2 separate regions of the Oryctolagus cuniculus genome follow, and region 1 is linked to region 2. Evidence: chromatin contacts called from public Hi-C data. All regions are on one chromosome and are shown on one strand. Each heading gives the region's core, a stretch centred on a gene start, on an enhancer-like site or on the middle of the called end of the contact. The rest is flanking DNA. Distances are from core to core; before and after follow the strand shown.

Region 1 (3,782 bases), core at 660-3,159, 140 kb before region 2:
CTCCCTTTTGCCCTCTGGGTCAAGTGGAGCCAGCCCACCTCCTCCCACAGTTGCCCTCCTAGCTGGGGAGGGAACTTATCCTCTCCAAAGGAAACACGTTGGAAGGGCTAGGGGGCAGGAGCGCTTTGGGCATGGCCCATGCCTAACTAGGGGGGCACAAGCTGGGAGTCCGGTCTCCACGTGTCCACAGAGAAGAAAAGGCTTTATCCGTGCCAAAGGCAGACTCGGAGGCACAGCCAGAGCCACCCGTGTGTGCATCCTATGCCCCCACGCTAGTAGACGTTGGATCTGTGTCCGCCTCCCCCACTGAACCCTAAGCTCTGTAGGGGCAGGACCCTGTGCTCCTCATCTACCCGCCGTCTTCATGGGGTCTGGCACGTGCTCAGCAGCCCTCGCCCTGCCTCATCCTCACTGGAATTCATGCTGTGCAGAAGCCGGGGCCCAGGGTCGCATGGGTCATCAGGCAGGAGCCAGGCAGCACTCTGACCACGCATGGATAACCTGGTGATGGGGGGCTCCCTCGCAGCCAGCTTGTGGTTTCTGACCCCAGTCACCTTCAAGCCTCCTGCTGGCACCAACACCAGATCCCAGAGCCCTTTCTGGCCACTGCTGGCTTGTGGCTCTTGGGAGAGTGGCTTCACTTCTCGAGGACTGTTTCTGTATCTCTAAAATGGGGGTGACAACCACTGACCTTATTTACTTCACAGGATAGAAGAGTGAGTGTACAGAAAGCACTTGGAAAAGCAACGGGGCTTGGGGCCAGCGTCGTTGCACAGCAGGTTAAACTGCCTCCTGCGATGCCAGTTTGCCATGTGAGTGCTGATTCCAGCCCCAGCTGCTCCACTTCCAATCCAGACCCCTACTGATACACTGGGAAAGCAGCAGAAGATGGCCCAAGTGCTTGGGTCCCTGCCACCCACATCGGGGAGAGCCAGACGGCATTCCGGGCTCCTGACTTCAGCCTGGCCTTGCCCAGGCCATTGCAGCCATTTGGAGAATGAACCAGTGAACAGAAGATCTCTTTCTCTCCTCCTCTTGAACTCTTTCAAATAAGTCTTCTTTAGAGAAAAGTAACAGGCCATGGTTACAAAACAAATGTGAAAACCCAGTTTCTTCTCCAGAGAATGCATGATGGCATCATTAAGTGTGGGCGGGGCCCTGAGGTCTGCATTGCTCCCAGTGATGCCAGTGGGCCAGGGCTGGATCCACCCAGCTGCAGGGGCCAGGCCTGCGTTGAATCCCAGTGGGACCTCTTGCACTGTGAGAACGCAGAGAGTGGGTTCACTTCTTGAGCATCCTTTTCCTCGCACATAAAGGAAGGGTGATGATGCCCACCTTGATGATGTAGTTGTTAAAACCTTGAGGATAAGGCCGGCGCCGTGGCTCAATAGGCTAATCCTCCACCTTGCGGCGCCGGCACACCGGGTTCTAGTCCCGGTTGGGGCGCCGGATTCTGTCCCGGTTGCCCCTCTTCCAGGCCAGCTCTCTGCTATGGCCAGGGAGTGCAGTGGAGGATGGCCCAGGTGCTTGGGCCCTGCACCCCATGGGAGACCAGGAAAAGCACCTGGATCCTGGCTCCTGCCATCGGATCAGCGCGGTGCGCCGGCTGCAGCGGCGGCCATTGGAGGGTGAACCAACGGCAAAGGAAGACCTTTCTCTCTCTGTCTCTCTCTCACTGTCCACTCTGCCTGTCCAAAAAAAAAAAAAAAAAAAAAAAAAAAAAAAAAAAAACAAAAAACCTTGAGGATAAATAGCATAGTAATAAATGTAGCAGGCTGGCACAGGGAGCAACTGCAGTTTGTTCCTGTGGTCGATAGAGGTCGCCCTTGCACAATTTATTTTGACATCAGTAGGGAGTCTGTGGATTAGGGAGAGTCCCAGCTTCTGAATCACTGGGCTCCTGGTGACTCAACTGCTGCTCTGGACGTATGAATGACACCCCTGCACGAGGGCAAGGCCACCTCTAAGTCATGGTGTGCAATCTGGTGGGGGAAATCAGACCAATCAATCACGGAAACTAATCCTGTAGGTATGTGTGTTAGATGTAGATATATACAAATCCCAATTTGGTAATAATTCCTGGGTATGGTGCAATGAAAAATCTTCAGAAGATGTGGAAGAGGACCAGAGACTGGGCTGCCAGGAAGAAGGCAGACCCCTATCCTCCAAACATGTGATTTCCTCGGGGAGGGGCCCGGAAGTCAAGCTGCCAGTTTGTGCATCTGCATGGCGGCTCAGAGTGCCTGGTTTCCAGACCCAGCTCCAGCTCTCGATTCCAACACACCCCAGGAGGCAGCAGGTGATGGCACAAGTAGTTGGGTCTCTGCCGCCCGCGAAGGAGACCTGCCTTGGGTTCCTGGCTCATTAGGGAGTGAATCAGTGGATGGGAACCCTCTGTCTTATCTGTCTCCTCTCTCTCTGTCTCTCTGTCTCTCTCTCTCTCCCTCCCTCTAAAATAATTAAATAAAAATTTAACAGTGAAAACAAACGATGTATTAGTTAGGGGAATGCTATCTATAACAGGGAAACCCTAAAACCCCAGTGACTTGACACATGAATGTCTCTCTTCCACATCACAGCTTAATGCAGGCTGTCCCAGGCAGGCACACGGAGGGTGGGGTGAGATGGGAACTTGGCAGAGCGTGGTCCACCCCCAGGGCAGATACTGAGGACGACTCACCGACTCACCCACACCCTCTTTGACTTTGTCTCTGGGCTGCCCTCTACTGAGCAGGCCCTCTGCCTCAGCCAGAGACTCCTATATCCCGGTCAGTGAGTGACAGGTGACACCCAGGGCCACCAGCACCCACTGCCCTGAGGCTACCAACCTGGCCTCTGAGCAAGGTTGACTTCAGGGTGTCCAGAGCACCTCCGAGATATGACTGAAGCCAGTATCTATGAAGACCATATATATATATTTTTTTTAAGATTTATTTTATTTATTTGAATTGCAGAGTTACAGAAAAAAAACAGAAACCTTCCATTTGCTGGTTCGCTCCCCAAATGGTCACAAAGGCCAGGGCTGGGCCGGGCTGAAGCCAGGAGCCAGGAGCTTCTTCCAGGTCTCCCACGTAGGTGCAGGGGCCCAAAGACTTGGGCCATCTTCCACTGCTCTCCCAGGTGCATTAGCAGGGAGGTAGAATGGAAATGGAGCAGTTGGCCAGCGCCGCGGCTCACTAGGCTAATCCTCCGCCTTGTGGCGCCGGAACACTGGGTTCTAGTTCCAGTTGGGGCGCCGGATTCTGTCCCGGTTGCCCCTCTTCCAGGCCAGCTCTCTGCTGTGGCCAGGGAGTACAGTGGAGGATGGCCCAAGTGCTTGGGCCCTGCACTCCACGGGAGACCAGAAGTACCTGGCTCCTGCCATTGGATCAGCGCAGTGCGCGGGCTGCAGCGCATCGGCCGCGGTGGCCATTGGAGGGTGAACCAACGGCAAAGGAAGACCTTTCTCTCTGTCTCTCTCTCTCACTGTCCACTCTGCCTGTCAAAAAAAAAAAAAAAGAAAAGAAAAAAGAAAAATGTGGTCCCTGGGGCTGGCATTATCCCATATGGGTGCTGGTTCAAGTCCTAACTGCTCCTTTTTCTTTTTTTTTTTTTTTTTTTTAATTTTTAGCTTTGACAGGCGCGCTGCGGCCGGCGCATTACACTGATCCGAAGGCAGGAGCCAGGTACTTCTCCTGGTCTCCCATGGGGTGCAGGGCCCAAGCACTTAGGCCACCCTCCGCTGCCTTCCCGGGCCACAGCAGAGAGCTGGCCTGGAAGAGAGGCAATCGGGACAGAATGCG
Region 2 (3,745 bases), core at 651-3,150:
ATGCGAGCAACGGTGGCGTCCACTGCACAGGCAAATACGACCCGGGGAACCACGAGAGGACGGGGAACGGGAGCCCTCAGGGCTTGGGTGACTTTCCCACTCTACTGCTAAGGAGCCTGGGGTCACGTGATCAGCAAACACATTAGGACTTGTTTCCTTGTTGCGTCCTCGTAACACCCACTTTAAAAGAAGGCTGGTGCTGTGGCGCCGCAGCCTGCAGTGCCGGCATCCCACGTGGGCACCAGTTCAGGTCCCGGCTGCTCCATTTCCAATCCCGCTCCTTGCTAATGTGTCTGGGAAAGCAGTGGAAGAGGCCCAAGTGCCTGGGCCCCTGCACCCACGTGGGAGACCTGGAGGAAGCTCCAGGTTCTTGGCTTTGCCTGGCCCAGCTCTGGCCATTGTAGTTCTCCTCTAGCTTTCAAATAAACAAATAAATCCTTTAAAAAGGGGGGGGGTGTAAAGGAGGCACAGAGAGATGGGGTAACCTGCCAGACATCACACAGCAGTGAACAGAGAACAGAGTCACACACACACCCAGGCAGTCTTGGCTCCGGCCCCAGGATCTGGTGGCCGCTTGTCACGGTCAGCCGAGTGTCCCAACCTGGGCCTGTGGGCACCTTCACTCCCCCACACTCAGGGCTGCCGGCCTCACTGTAGCAGTGGTGCAGCCGGTGGAGCCGTGTGGCTGGAAGTCGCATCAGTGGCAGGGACCCAACCTGGACCCAGGTCTGTCTGGTTCCCGAGGGTCCCTCCTGCTCCCATGCACCACACGTCAGGGGTAACATCCCTGCATGCCCTGGCCCAGAAAACCACCGTGCTTGTGGCTGCTTTTCTAAAAAAAATCCCTAAAAAACCCTGCCCCCAGGGGTCTAACGGGTGGCCAGGAAGATGCGTTTCTACATGTGCGGCCCTGGGTCAGGTGTAGGGCCACATGGGCAGCTGCCCCAGGCATGGGTCTGGCAACTTGGGGGCAGGCAGCTGCCCACAGGGGCCAGCAGGAGGCCTGGTAGAAGCAGCTGGGCACTCAGAGGGGCAGCGGGGGGGGGGCCTCCTCTGCAACCCCAGGGCGTCCCTGCGTTGGGGGGGGGCTCTTCTGTGACCCCAGGCGTCCCTGCATCCCTCACTCCCCAACACCCTTGCCCCTGGCCTTGTGGGACCAGAGGATCCAGGTAGGGGCTGGCTGCTCCAGGATTTCACCCCATCCTTGTCTGGAGCAGACAGGACCAGAGCTCCTTGTTGCACCTGCTCCGACCATCTCCCGCCACATCCCTCCCATCCCCTGCCTGAGGCCCATTCCTTCCCCACTGCAAGTCCCAGCCTTCCCTGCCCAGCTCCAGAGTCCCTGGTGTTTGCAGGCAACTCTCCCTGGGGAGCTGGACACGAGCACACCGCGGGCGTCCTTGAAGCTGTGCGTGACCAAGGGATCAGCACACAGGCCCCAGGCCCTGGCTGCAGAACTGTGGCCTCTAGGGGAGAAGCCACAGGCAGCCCCACCTACACATCGCCCCTGAGTCCAGATCTCAAGGTCGGTGCTCTCATGGGGCTTGGAGACTGACCCTAAGGGAGGTCAGCAGGGCCAGTGGGACGTGGACCCAGTGGGGCTCCCTGTGGTGCCTCCTCGTAGCTGTTTTCTGAGACCTGGAAATGAATGGTCAGTGCTGGACTCGAGGAGAGAAACGGCCGGCTCAGCGAGCAAGACCTTGAAGAGCGGGACTAACCACCAGGAGCGAGCTCGGTTTGCACAGAGAATCGAGCTCGGTTTGCACAGAGAATCGGGTCTCCTAACTAAAGAGGCCATGGTTGTCTGGGCAACTGCTGCCATGGAAACAGGAGCTATTTTGGAGCAGCAACTGGGCTTTCATTGGAGGAAAACGCTGATTCAGATGACAACATCCCTCACTCCTGCTCCATCCTCACTCCCCCAGGCCCGCCCCTCCCTGCCAGGAAGTCAGAGCCTGGCCCCCACCTCCGGCGAGGGGCAGGCAGAGCTACAGCGAGCAGTGGGGGCGGTCCTGGGGGGTGGGAGGTGCCCAGCCCCGGCCACTCCAGGCTGGGGCACACAGAAGGGCTGTGACCCCACTATGGGACGTGGCCAGGGAGGGAAAGGGCAGCTGTCAGTCCCACATCTCAGGAGGCACAGCCTTGACCTACCTTCCAGTCTGTGTCCACAGTCGCGAGGAAGTTGTCGGTATTCTCCTATGGGAAGGCAAACAGAAGGGGTGGCAGGTTAGGCCCCAGTTGGCCCCGGGGGGGTTGGGAGGGCACAGGGTCTCCACCTCAAGCAGTCTCGCCGTTCCCCGATCTATCCAAATGTGAACCAAAGCGGCCAAGAAGGAGCAGGCATTCAGCCCAGGGCTGAGACGCCTGAATCCCACGCTGGAGCACCTGGGGTCAGTTCCTGGCTCCGGCTCCTGACTCCAGCTTCCCGCTAGTGCAGACCTCGGGAGGCAGTAGTGGTTGGGTTCCTGCCGCCCAGGTAGGAGATGCGAATTATGTTTCTGGCTCTCAGCTTCAGCCCAGCTATGGCAGGTATTTGGAGAGTGACCCAGTGGATGGAGCTCTGCCTGTCTGTCTACCAGAGAGAAGATGGGAGGCCAGGAGCCAGGCATCGGGCTATCACGTAGTAGGCAGATGAGCCTATGGGCTTCCCCATCGGTGAGAAGAGGCTCCGAGAGGCAGGGTCGCAGGCTGGAACGTGGTGGGATCTCTGACTCCACATACACTCTGCCCCCACGTCCTCTTCTCCTGAGCATCAGGGTCCGCCCGCCCATAGCTCTCTGCGTCCTGATGGAGAATCAGGTGTGTGCCAACAGCCCTGTGACCCAGCCCAACCCTGGAGCCCAGGCTGGGAGCTCGACCACTCCCAGGCACCAGTGGCCCTGACCCTGAGCCCCAGTTCCTTCAACCCCATCTAAGCACACACACTGGGCCCCTGGCTGCAGGCACAGCCAGGCGGAGTCTCTGTGCACTGCAAACAAGGGCCCCCAGGCAAGGCTTTGGTCTGGACGCCCTGGTGTTCGGCGCCTCTTTCTTGGGAATCCCAACCCCCCCAGCTGTGTCTCTGGGGGCAGCTCCAGCTGTGGGCACAAACAAAGGCACCAGGACAGAAGCAGGGGAGGGGGGTGGGGCGGGCATGACTATCTCCCCCGCTTTAGGGGTGGGGAAGCTGAGTCACAAGGGGGCTCTTCCCACCCGCACAGAGGCACTGTCAGGGTCTGCAGCACTGGCCACGCCCCCTAACCTGCCTGCTCTGTCCTCCCGAATCCCTAGGGCTCCCGCGCTACACTGGGGGGGGGGGGTGTTGTGTCCGTGATGGGCGCCTGGTGTGCGTGCTGGACTCCAGGGTGCGCCTGGCTGTGCTCTCAGCACGGATCCTGGCGTGGACTCAGTGCCTCCCAGACACAAACGGATCAGGATTCACCACCTGACCTCCCAGAGGAGGGGAGTGCCACTGGAGATGCGCCCCTGTGCCTGACTTGTTATGCTTTGCCCGATAAAAAAAAGCCAGCTGGGCCCGCTGGAGGGAGACCCCTGTCGGGGGACCAGACCACGCACGAGTAAAGCAGGGCTCACGGCCCCTTCCTTGCCTCTGCTGCCCTCTGCTGGGCAGGGAGTCCCCAAGCATTAGGCGAGAAGCCCAGCGTTGGCCACTGCCTGTCCCTGTGTCTTGTTCTGGGCAGTGCACGCTGCGGGGTCTCCTGGTGAACACACTGCGGATAAAGGAGACAGAGGCGGCGGCTGGAGG

What was found. A called contact is a pair of places that touch in the nucleus more often than the background predicts.
Region 1: a contact with region 2 is called in a Hi-C map of an unstated tissue, with 7 times the contacts expected there. The contact joins two enhancer-like sites. A contact is called at or near these places in 2 of 6 Hi-C or Micro-C datasets (ear pinna and an unstated tissue).

The regions. Positions count from the first base shown.
Region 1 is chr18:41,922,073-41,925,854 of mOryCun1.1, reverse strand. No RefSeq gene overlaps it. Among named protein-coding and RNA genes, the nearest start is that of SLC38A7, 21 kb to the left of the region's middle. Within about 2 kb of position 1,909, at least 1 of the 8 cell types and tissues checked has an H3K27ac peak or open chromatin away from gene starts, as enhancers often do.
Region 2 is chr18:41,786,271-41,790,015 of mOryCun1.1, reverse strand. NDRG4 (NDRG family member 4) reads right to left here. Exons shown (of 16, transcript XM_070061974.1): 3 at 2,152-2,196. Among named protein-coding and RNA genes, the nearest start is that of SETD6, 16 kb to the left of the region's middle. Within about 2 kb of position 1,900, at least 2 of the 8 cell types and tissues checked have an H3K27ac peak or open chromatin away from gene starts, as enhancers often do.